3 separate regions of the Mus musculus genome follow, and all the other regions are linked to region 2. The links are chromatin contacts, called in public Micro-C and promoter capture Hi-C maps. All regions are on one chromosome and are shown on one strand. The core of a region is the stretch at or near the end of the contact, and the rest is flanking DNA. Distances in the headings are between cores, read along the strand shown.

Region 1 (3,800 bases), core at 386-2,885, 290 kb before region 2:
GCAGCCTGGTCTACAGAGGAAGTTCGGGACAACCAGGACTGCACAGTGAAACTCTGTATTGAAAAACAAACAAAACATAAAGAGTAGTTTTACAATAATTACAGTTATCTATCTTTGAGGGTTTGTTTGGTTTTTGGTTGGTTGGTTGGTTGGTTTTGATCATTGGTAGGGTTGGGTTTGTTTGTGGGGTTTTTGTTGTTGTTTTCTTTTTTGAGACAGGATGTCACTGGATAGTCTTCATACTCAAATTCAGTATGAAGACCAGGATGGCCTTGACTTCATAGTAATTCAGCTGCACCAGGATAGCCAGTACTACACAGAGGCGCTGTCTCAAGGAAGAAGCTGTAGTTGCCTGGCACTGTAACTCCGTATGTACAACCTCAGCACCTGAGGGGCAGTCCATACAAGATTCAGATTCCAAGAGTTTTATGACAGTCTGGACTACCTGAGACCTCATCTCCAAAAATTTAATTAATTAAAATAAAGAAATTGTAGTCTTCTCGGGATAAGTAGAGTCCACCTTTAATACCAGCATTTGAGCCAGGCAGTGGTGGCACGTGCCTTTAATCCCAGCACTTGGGAGGCAAAGACAGGTCGATTTCTTAGTTCAAGGCCAGTCTGGTCTACAAAGTGAGTTCCAGGACAGCCAGGGCTACTCAGAGAAACCCTGATTCAAAAAAACCAAACAAACAAACAAAACCAGCATTTGGGAGGCAAAACCAGGCAGACCTCTGAGAGTTCATGGCCAGACTGGTCTAGTACAGTGTTCCAGGCAATGAGACTGTTTGCTAAAGTAAAAACAATCAAAAAAGTTAAGGGCCAGTTAGATAGGACCTAGTTTCTGGCAAGGCCTTGGTTTCTATACCTAGAACCACTTAATTTTAATTAAAATTATTTCAAATGTCTGCTACTTATGGCATTTATAATATTATGAGGATTTTTTGTATCGCCTCTTATGATTGATCTCCAGTTCCATTTTTTACTAGTTTATCATCTGATGGAACTAAAGGAAATTAAACTTTATACGTTTATAATAAATGTTTTAGCTGGTCAGGAGTGGTGTTCCTCACTTGCAATCCTAGCATTTAGGAGATGGAAGCAGGAAGATCAGGATTTAGCTACATAGTGAGTTGCAGGCCAGCTTGGGCAACATGGAGCTCTGACTGGGGCAAGCGGGGGCTGGTGATATTAACTAAGTGGTGGGGACGGTTTATTTTGTTCTGCATGGTTCTCAATATTGCTAACAAGGCTGTATTTTTGCAAGCAGTCTACATTGTGCAATGGATAACTTTATAAGACAGTGTAAAGTCATCCTCCCAGCGCGGCCACAGGAAGACGACACAGCCAGAGGCTAAGCGAGCTACTCCGGCCCGGGAAGGGGCGCACGCGCGTGGACCCCGGGCCATTAAAGCGGACGGGCTCCGGGGCTGGGGGACATGAACGCCCCTCAGCTCCGCTACAGCTCCACGCTGGACAACCGGACACAGGGCAGAAGAGAACCACTCCCGGTTACAGGCTAGTGACTGGAAAGCAATCCACCTCGTGCTCAGGAACCCTACCTCCGGCCTTGATGAGGCAAGCAAGGTTTGTCCTCCAAGCCATCGCCAGGCTCTTTCCCACGCCTGTGTTCCTCCTCAACTTCCGGTTTCGTGTGCTCCAACAAAAAGTGCTCGGCCGGGGCTGGGCAGAAGGGTTCCGGCGAAAGCGACAGTCTCAGGGAAATGCCAACGGAGTTCCTAGTAATTGATGGCTGATGGTCTCTGGAGAAAGTGTGGCCGTTCGGGATCGCCGAGATGCATAGGAGTAGACTAGGTTTAATCCTGTTTTGGGGCGAGTCTCCTCTGGGTTCCCAGACACACAGCAGACAGTGGGGAGCCTATATGCACACATGTAACCCTGTCCGGAGTTGAGAGGAGGAGTATCTGGGAGAGATGCACGGGATAAGGCCAATGTATGAGGTCGCTTTGACGCTGGGCACTTTTGACTGTTTGAAAAGGATGGGGGGAGGTGAGTCTGGAGCCACATTTGATCCTTGGAATGCGAAGTGGAACAGTTGAAAAAGTCGGGCAGGTTGCTTGTTTTTTAGTTGCAAAGTCAGATTAGAGGGGCTTTCTAGAAAAAAAGAAAATTGGTCATTTGCAGCCAATGTGAGGCTGGACTGTAGAAGAACCTGAGGACAAGAAAGAGGAATCGGAAAGTTATTGTGATATGTTTTATAAAACAATTGTTGTGTTTTATGGAGCGCGGTATGGTGTGGTGAGGTGCCCATCCTGAGGCATCCCCTCCTCTCCGAGGTACCCAGCTCCAGTATGGCATAGAGTTTATTGGGGGGGGGGGGAGTTAAGAAGGGAGTAGAGGCAGGGAAAGGGGGGAGAGAGAGAGAGAGAGAGAGAGAGAGAGAGAGAACACGAACGAACTGGTGGCCCAGTACACGTTGAAGAGGACGGGGAGGGAGAAGAGGAGAGAGGGGAAAAGGGGTCAGAGAGAAAAGAGTCAGAGAGGGCAAGCAGTTCCTTTTAGAGCAAAGCCAGGCCTACCTGGCTGTTGCCAGGTAACTTGGGCGGGGCGTAGGAGGAATGACAACAGATTTTCTTGCCAAGGCAGAGTGAACTGTGGGGAATGAAACCTGGGCTAAGGAAGAAGAGTGGAAAAGGGTCTAGTAATGGGTTTGTGGTTATATTAGACGTCGTAGCTAACCTATAATGCCCACACTTAGGAGCATGAGGAGAATTGTGAGTTTGAGTCCAGTCTAGGCTATGTAATGAGTTTGAGGCCACCCTAGACTACAAAAATGACTCTGTCTCAAAAGGCATCAACAACAAAAGCTATTCACAGGCTCAGCCGTTCAGAGTACTTGTTGCTCTTGTGGAGGATCCGGCTTTGGTTCACAACATCCACATGGTGGCTGACAACCATCTATAATTCTGGTTCCGGGGATGTCCAATAACCTCTTCTGACCTCCACAGGCACCAGGCACAGACTTGGCACACAGACATACATGTAGGCAAAACACTCATATACACAAATTAATAAGTCTAAAATAAAAGTTATTCTTAAGAGAGCCTGGGGGCTGGAGAGATGGCTCAGCGGTTAAGAGCACTGACTGCTCTTCTGGAGGTTCTGAGTTCAAATCCCAGCAACCACATGGTGGCTCACAACCATCTGTAATGGCATCTGATGCCCTCTTCTGGTGTGTCTCTGAAGACAGCGACAGTGTACTTACATATAATAAATAAATAAATAAATATTTGAGAGAGAGAGAGAGAGAGAGAGAGAAAGAGTGCCTGGTGTGGTAACACATTCCTGTACTCAAGCATGAATTCCAGGTCAGCCTGGGCTGTCATAGTAAGACCTAGTCTTAAAAAAAAAAAAAAAGGGTTAGTTAGGGAAACTCATGGAAATTCTATGAATCTTAATGATGTCTCCAGAATGTAAGGATCTAACAAAAATAAAGACAATTTTAAAATCTTCCAAATTTTTTTTTCTTTTTAGGTTTTTTGAGACAGGGTTTCTCTGTGTGTAGCCCTGGCTGTCCTGGAACTCACTCTGTAGACCAGGCTGGCCTCGAACTCAGAAATTCACCTGCCTCTGCCTCCCAAGTGTTGGGATTAAAGGCGTGCGCCACCACACCCTGCTCAAAATTTTTTAAAACACAAAATTTTATACAGAATTCTTTCATTGAGTACCACAGAGATGCTGAAATGGACCATGGGAAATTTATTCCCTCACACTTCAGGAGTGCAGACACCTGTGACCAGAGTGTCAGGAGGGTTGGTTCCTTCTGAGGACTGCAGGAAATG
Region 2 (3,539 bases), core at 761-3,260:
GCCATCTCTCTAGCCCCTCTTATCCCTGTTATTCAGATAGGAACGCTAAAGATCAAAGTGAGTAGGAGTCTACAGAAGTCACCATCTACTAGTACCCCGCCTAGAGTTTGGAACAAAAGTAGCATTTCCAAAGCCTGTTGTTCTTAAATTGTACATTCAGGATGATGATACAATTGAATTGGTTAAGAAAAGATACAGAGGCCGGGTGTGGTGGCACACGCCTTTAATCCCAGCACTCGGGAGGCAGAGGCAGGCAGATTTCTGAGTTCGAGGCCATCTGGTCTACAGAGTGAGTTCCAGGATAGCCAGGGCTACACAGAGAAACCCTGTCTCGAAAAACAAACAAACAAACAAGCAAACAAACAAAACAAAACAACAACAAAAAAGAAAGAAAGAAAGAAAGAAAGAAAGGAAGAAAGAGAGAAAGAAAGAGAGAAAGAAAAGATACAGAAGCTGGAGACTGGTTGTGGTGGCACACGCCTTTAATCCCAGCACTTGGGAGGCAGAGGCAGGCGGATTTCTGAGTTCGAGGCCAGCCTGATCTACAAAGTGAGTTCCAGGACAGCCAGGGCTATACAGAGAAACCCTGTCTCAAAAAACCAAAAAAAAAAAAAAAAAAAAAAAGAGACAGAAGCTGGAAGTGCCTTTAATTCTAGCACCTGGGAGAGGAGAAGGGAAGAGGGCACAGATAAGGGTGCTTGCTGCCAAACATGAGTCCCTGAGTTCAATCTCTGGGCTGGCCATGATTGTGAGTACTGACTTCTGCAAGAGTTCCCTTCTCCATGTGCATGCCATGGCATGTGAGTTCCCACAGACAGACAGACATAGAAGTAAAAACTTAAAAACTACAACAACAAATGAATTCAGTATAGTCTCATTAGCTCTCCATCAGATTGAGAAAGAAGGAATGACTTCTTGGGTGAGTGTGTGTGTGTGTGTGTGTGGGGGGGGGGGGATGATCACAGCATTACACCGAAGTTCATGGAATTTCAGAGTTGGGAGAATTTGGAAGCCAGTTTAGTTCACGTGACACAACAAAGTCAGGACTTCTGTTACCAGCATGGTGGGATATTACCCAGATTTCATTAGAAAATGCAAAGGGTGGGAATGTCTTTCCTACCAGGTCTCAGTTCTGTCAGTCACTTTATTCCCTTCAGTTTCCTTAGGTATTAATTAAATATTTTTTCAAAGACTCTTGTTGAGTATTGTTGGACAAATGAAAGGAGACAGGTATAGAGATTGATTAGTCCAGTCATAGAGGAGTATAATGTTGGTTCTACTTAGTTTTTTATACAGCACAGCTATTTAATTTCCAGATTGTCATCAACTTAGAAGGTCTCCCTCTGTATAGGTTTAGCAACATCTTTAGGTTGATCCTTAGTGATAAGAAACATGCTTTTTTCCCCTTTCCCTTGATATCTTCACAGATATCCTATTACAGTTGAAGGAATTGGAGATACGGGAGGAAAATTTTGTTCTATTGTTGAGCTGGAAAGCTGGTATGAGTCAAATGTGAATCTCAAGAACTATTTAGATTGAATGATTGGGTCAAAGATGACTTTCAATCCACAATGTGAAGCTCTGTCCGATGATGGAATGGCTATTTGTGAAAGACAGTGTTCTTTTACATTGGCGATTTCTTCCGTCCTGGAAGGGAGTGTGTGTATGTGTCCTCCCTGCAAAACATCTGAATGAATCTGAACGGTGCTATTCCTGCCACATAATAGGCAATTTGAAAGATCATCTATCGCTATGAGTGACTGGTTACACGGGGATACTATACAAACAGCCAAGCAGCTTTCCTTGAGTACTCAGCCTCTTTTGGAGTGGTGGGGATTAATTTCGGTTTGTCTCTTCAGATGGCCGCGAGATGGCGATGGGGGAGCTCGTTTGTCGCTTGCGGGACGCTCCTGGGCCACCCACGGGGCAGAGAGACTACAACTCCCGGGGTGCTCGGAGAAGGGAGGCGGGGTCTTCTGGTAGGAACGCGAGGGCGGGTCTTCCGGGTGTGTGTTTCCGGCGTCGGCGGCCGCGGCCGGGGACGGTGTGAGAGCGGTAAGATGGCGGCCGCAGCGGTGGTGGAGTTCCAGAGAGCCCAGTCTCTACTCAGCACCGACCGGGAGGCCTCCATCGACATCCTCCACTCCATCGGTAAAGGGCCTGGCGCCGTCCCCGCGGCTCCGCCGTCCCGGCGCGGCCTGTGTGGGTCGGAGGCGGCGGAGAGGGGCCGGGCTAGCCGGCTATGGTGCTGCTGACTCACTGTGTGTGAGGGGGGCCGGGCTGGGGGCGCAGGCCGCTCGGGGACCCCAGGAGCCCCATGGCTTCCAATCGGGCGGGAAGCCCCTAGGCAGCCGGCCCGTCCACCTGCTGCCTGCTGACTCACGGTGGGCGCAGCGCAGCGCAGCGTGGCGAGCGGGCCGGGCCAGGTTCGCTACCCCTCAAGGGTCCCCGATTGTGGCCCGCGCGAGCTGGCCGGGGGCTGAGAGTGGCGGCCCGGGACAGACGGGTCGGAGAGTGTGTTGTTGAGAGGTCCGGGCGACTGCCGCGCAGGACTGACATTTCCCGCCGTTGTTATCAGCACAGGTTGCTCCGGGTGGGAGCGCGAGCGCTTCTCTTGGAGTTTTCTTCCGGGACGCTGGGAGCTGTCGCTTACAGCCAGCCCTCAGCCGCAGCCGCCGGCAGCAGAGGGCCACTTTCTGGGTGTGGGAAGTTGAGGGGTGCCACACGCTTAAGATTGGTATTTGACCGGTGTAGCTTGTGAGCTGAAGTGTCGTCCGAGTGGGACCGCCGGGACAGAGGAGGTGACTCATTTTTCCCAGTAGGGGTTGAAGTTTAGTTCTGAGTTCTGAGAGGCTGTCGTTCAGGGAACTTTTTGGGACCGGCGGGCCGCACATTGCTGGAGAAAAAGAAAAATTTTAATACCATAGCGTGATTGTCTTAAACCGTAGGGCAACAGGAAAGTTGAAGTAGGAACCTCCAGCCGGTCGCTTTCTACTGGGATTCAGGTGTAAATAGAAATAAGTGGTTGATGGCAGAGAAGGCCTTTTAATATTCATTCCTTAAGGGTTCAGTTAGAGAATGAGCTTCCTCCTGTGGTAATGTGAGGTTTTTTTTTTTTTTTTTTTTTTTGGTTTTTTGAGACAGATTTTCTCCATGTAGCCCTGGCTGTCCTGAAACTTACTTTGTAGACCAGGCTGGCCTTGAACTCAGAAATCCGCCTGTCTCTGCCTCCCAAGTGCTGGCGTTAAAGGCGTGTGCCACTATGCCCGCCCGGCGTGAGCTTTCAAATGTAGCCTGGGAGATTCGGATTGGATCAACAAGTTGTTGGTGAATGCAGGTATATGAGGGACTGCCAGGATGTTGATGCTTATGTTGACTTAACTGAGTTGCTGAGTCTTGAATTTCTGTACACAAGACTTGTACCAAGAAAGGACACTGTCAACAGCTTGAAGTTCTTGACTCTGGGAATACTAGAAAGGAGAGGAGACGAGAGAGCACAGTGCATTGTGAAGGAATCATGAAGAGTTTCATTTCGAAGT
Region 3 (3,363 bases), core at 711-3,210, 340 kb before region 2:
TGTATGTGTGTGTGTATATATGTGTGCTATGTATATGAATATTTTGCATGCATGTATGTTTCTGTACCCCATTCATTCAGAGTTTTTGTGCCTATGGAAGCCAAAAGAGGGCATCAGATCCCCTGGGCCTGAAGTTACCTATGGTTGTGAGTAGCCATGAACCTGGGCTCATGGTTTCCCAGTTAGGCTGGAGGCCGGGCCCCGTTGTCCTCCTATCTCTGCTGGTCTCAGAGCTGGCATTCCAGCCATACACACAATGCCCAGTGTGTTCCACGGGGCTGGGATGTTTTCGTGATTGTGCTGCAAGCTCTCTGATCCTCTGTGGCACTCCAACAACATTGACAGTCCACTTACTTGTTCTTATTTTTATTTATTTTTAAATTATGTGTGCAGTTGTGTGTCTGTCTGTGGGTATGTGGGTGTGTGTGAGTGAATACCTGTGAAGTCCAGAACACGGCATCAGATCTCCTGGAGCTGGAACTAAGGACTGTTGTGACCTACCTGACTTAGGTGCTGGCAACCAGACTCAGGTCCTCTGCAGGTGCAGTCTACGCTCTTTTTTGTTTGTTTGTTTTTTGTTTTGATTTTTTTTTTGAGACAGGGTTTCTCTGTGTAGCCCTGGCTGTCCTGGAACTCACTCTGTGGACCAGGCTGGCCACAAACTCAGAAATCCACCTGCCTCTGCCTCACAAGTGCTGGGACTAAGGCATGTGCCACCACTGCCCCAGCAGCAGTTAAATCTTTAACCACTGTGACTGGGTTTTACAAAGACTGTTTATAATGGTTAATTGTGGGCTGGGTGTGTAGCTCAGTAGCCCAGCCCATGCTTTCTGAGGCCTGAGAGATGACTCAGTTGTAAAGGGCTTTGTTGCTCTTGCAGAAGACCTTGGTTTGGTTTCCAGCATCCACAATGGTAGCTCAAAACTGCCTGTAATTCCAGTTCCATGTTCTCTTCTGGCCTCCAATATATACACACCAGGCAGTGGTGGCGCACGCCTTTAATCCCAGCACTTGGGAGGCAGAGGCAGGTGAATTTCTGAGTTTGATCTACAAAGTGAGTTCCAGGACAGCCAGGGCTATACAGAGAAACCCTGTCTCAAAAACAAACAAACAAACAAACAAACAAACAAGAAAAAATATATTTGTGTGTGTGATGTGTATAATATGTTCCTGTGGGTTAGTGCAGATGTACATACATACATGCAGAGTACAGAGATCAACATGAGGTGTCTTTTGGCTGCCTCTTTTCTTCCTTTTTTAGATTTTTCGTGATAGGGTTTCTCTGTGTAGCCTTGGCTGTCCTGGATTTCTCTCTGTATACCAGGCTGGCCTCAAACTGCTGGTCTGCCTGTTTCTGCTAACTCCAGAGTGCTGGAATTAATGGTGTGAGTGTGCCTCCGTTGCCTGGCTCCTCTATCTCTTTTTATCTTCTGTCTGTCTGTCTTTCTGTCAGTCAGTCTATCTACATATCTATCTATATAACGACAGAGTCTCTCGGCTGAAATGGAACTTTCTACGTAGTCTGGCCTCAAACTTAAAGATATCTGCTGCTCTGCCGTCCAAGTGCACCACCACTTCCTGGCTTCAAAAATATAATTTTAAGAATAGCTAAAGTCGCCGGGTAGTGGTGGCACACGCCTTTAATCCCGGCACTTGGAGGCCAGCCTGGTCTACAGAGTGAGTTCCAGGACAGCCAGGGCTACATAGAGAAACTCTGTCTTGAAAAACAAACAAACAAAAAGAACGGCTAAAGTCTAAGTTAATTCGGCCACCAAATGATTAGGTAATCTTAGACAAAACACGTCTTCAATAAGTCAAACTTTAACATGGAAGTGCGAATCTCTGAAATTCAACTAGATTCCTAATCTAAAATTGCTACAATCGCGCGCAGATTCGCCAAAGGAAGTAGTTTGTCCTTCGCGGCTCACCGTCTGCGCAGCCTCCGACAGCGGTCGTAGGCTCCGCCCCCTGCGCTCCGGACGGCGGGAAAACCCAATTGACAGAACTCCCGCCGAAGCCCCACTAGTCCGATCTGCGTTCTGTGGGGCTCGAGCGCTTATTCTGGAGAATCTGCCCCGGGGGCACCTTGTATTGTCCCGCCGCCACCTCGGGGCCTGAGCCCGGGCTTCCCGTACATCTCTGTCTGAGTCTGACTCGGCGGCCCTGGGCCCAGCCTCTCACTCGCGTCCGGCCGGTGGTCTCTACGAGACCCGAGACGGGCTCCCCGGCTCGCAGCTCGCTCCCACTGGACCTGCCGCCCCTATGGCCTCCAGCCAGGCTGGGCCGGACCTCTGAAGGGCCTAGGAGCCCGGGTTCTAGGAGGCAGAGATCATGGTGGGGGTCCTGAGCATGGCGGCGGCTGCAGCACCCCTTCCTGTGAAGGACTACGAGATTGAGGTGAGGATCCGTCAAGTTCCTTTCTGCCAGTGTTGGGGAATTGTGGCGTGAGGATGGGGGGAGTCCTGCGTGCTTCTGGGACGAGGAAGGAGGGACACGATGACCCACAGTCATAATTTTGTGTGGGATAGTTGCCTCAGTGTGCCGTGTAAAGCTCTCACAAAAGCGTTGGCATTTTAAGATATTTTCGGGCTGGTTGTTAAGTCAGGATTTGAAAACTACAGTTCCCGGGTCCTTGAAACGTTGGTGGAATAGCATGTCACCAAGGATTTCAGGGTCACTTTCTTTGTTCATGATGATGTGGGATCACAGAACGGCGAAGAAGATGAAGCTTTAAGTTCAGCTAGTCCCGTACTAATACCTGTCCTAGGAATTCCATTTAGAATGTCACTTAAATGGATCAAGTAAGGAACTTACCGTGACCGCAGAGCTTAATGTAATGTAGTTAAGAGTCTCAGTGACATGTAGGTGCTTAATATTTACCATGTTTTAGAGAATACACTAAGTAGAGGACAGTGCTTAATGTAGGAAGCCCTTGCTTTCTGAGAAAGAAAGAGAAATATATACTAAACAACTATAAAGATATTCTATGCCGTTTAGAAGTAGTTTTTAGGATCTTAAAGTACATCTCTGACCTACTTTTTCTTCTGTCATCATTACAGGCTTGTGCCTCTTCAGAGATGCTATGGTTTTTATACACCATATACCAGGCTAGCTTTCTGATGTGTTCTGGTGCCCTTAAAGTGAGCTAAGATGTGTATTCACTTAAATTCTAATTCTTAATTTTTATAATTAAGTAACTTTTTCAGCTACAGAATATTTATATTATTTACTGTGTAGCACAGCACATCTCAAATTCATCACCTACTCACCTCAGCCTGCTTATTCAGGGATCACAGGAATGCACCATTCACACCCCGTTAATCGAGTTTTTTTTTTTTTTAAAAGATTTATTTAAATGAGGAC

What was found. A called contact is a pair of places that touch in the nucleus more often than the background predicts. Capture Hi-C pulls out chosen DNA fragments and counts their contacts.
Region 1: a Micro-C map of embryonic stem cells shows a contact between it and region 2, with 2.7 times the contacts expected there. The contact joins the promoter of Tefm here to the promoter of Psmd11 in region 2. A contact is called at or near these places in 1 of 484 Hi-C or Micro-C datasets (embryonic stem cells), 2 of 115 datasets of contacts at active chromatin or transcription factors (effector CD8 T cells and pancreatic cancer cells) and 1 of 9 other capture datasets (adipose tissue).
Region 3: a contact with region 2 is called in a promoter capture Hi-C map of adipose tissue. The contact joins the promoter of Atad5 here to the promoter of Psmd11 in region 2. A contact is called at or near these places in 1 of 484 Hi-C or Micro-C datasets (embryonic stem cells), 3 of 115 datasets of contacts at active chromatin or transcription factors (extraembryonic endoderm stem cells, microglia and pancreatic cancer cells) and 3 of 9 other capture datasets (adipose tissue, liver and pancreatic islet).

The regions. Positions count from the first base shown.
Region 1 is chr11:80,140,518-80,144,317 of GRCm38.p6, forward strand. Tefm (transcription elongation factor, mitochondrial) reads right to left here and starts at 1,636. Exons shown (of 4, transcript NM_183275.2): 1 at 1,560-1,636. The coding sequence starts at 1,602.
Region 2 is chr11:80,426,605-80,430,143 of GRCm38.p6, forward strand. Psmd11 (proteasome (prosome, macropain) 26S subunit, non-ATPase, 11) reads left to right here and starts at 2,011. Exons shown (of 14, transcript NM_178616.3): 1 at 2,011-2,151. The coding sequence starts at 2,061.
Region 3 is chr11:80,087,440-80,090,802 of GRCm38.p6, forward strand. It overlaps Atad5 (ATPase family, AAA domain containing 5), which reads left to right and starts at 1,961. Exons shown (of 23, transcript NM_001029856.2): 1 at 1,961-2,397. The coding sequence starts at 2,332.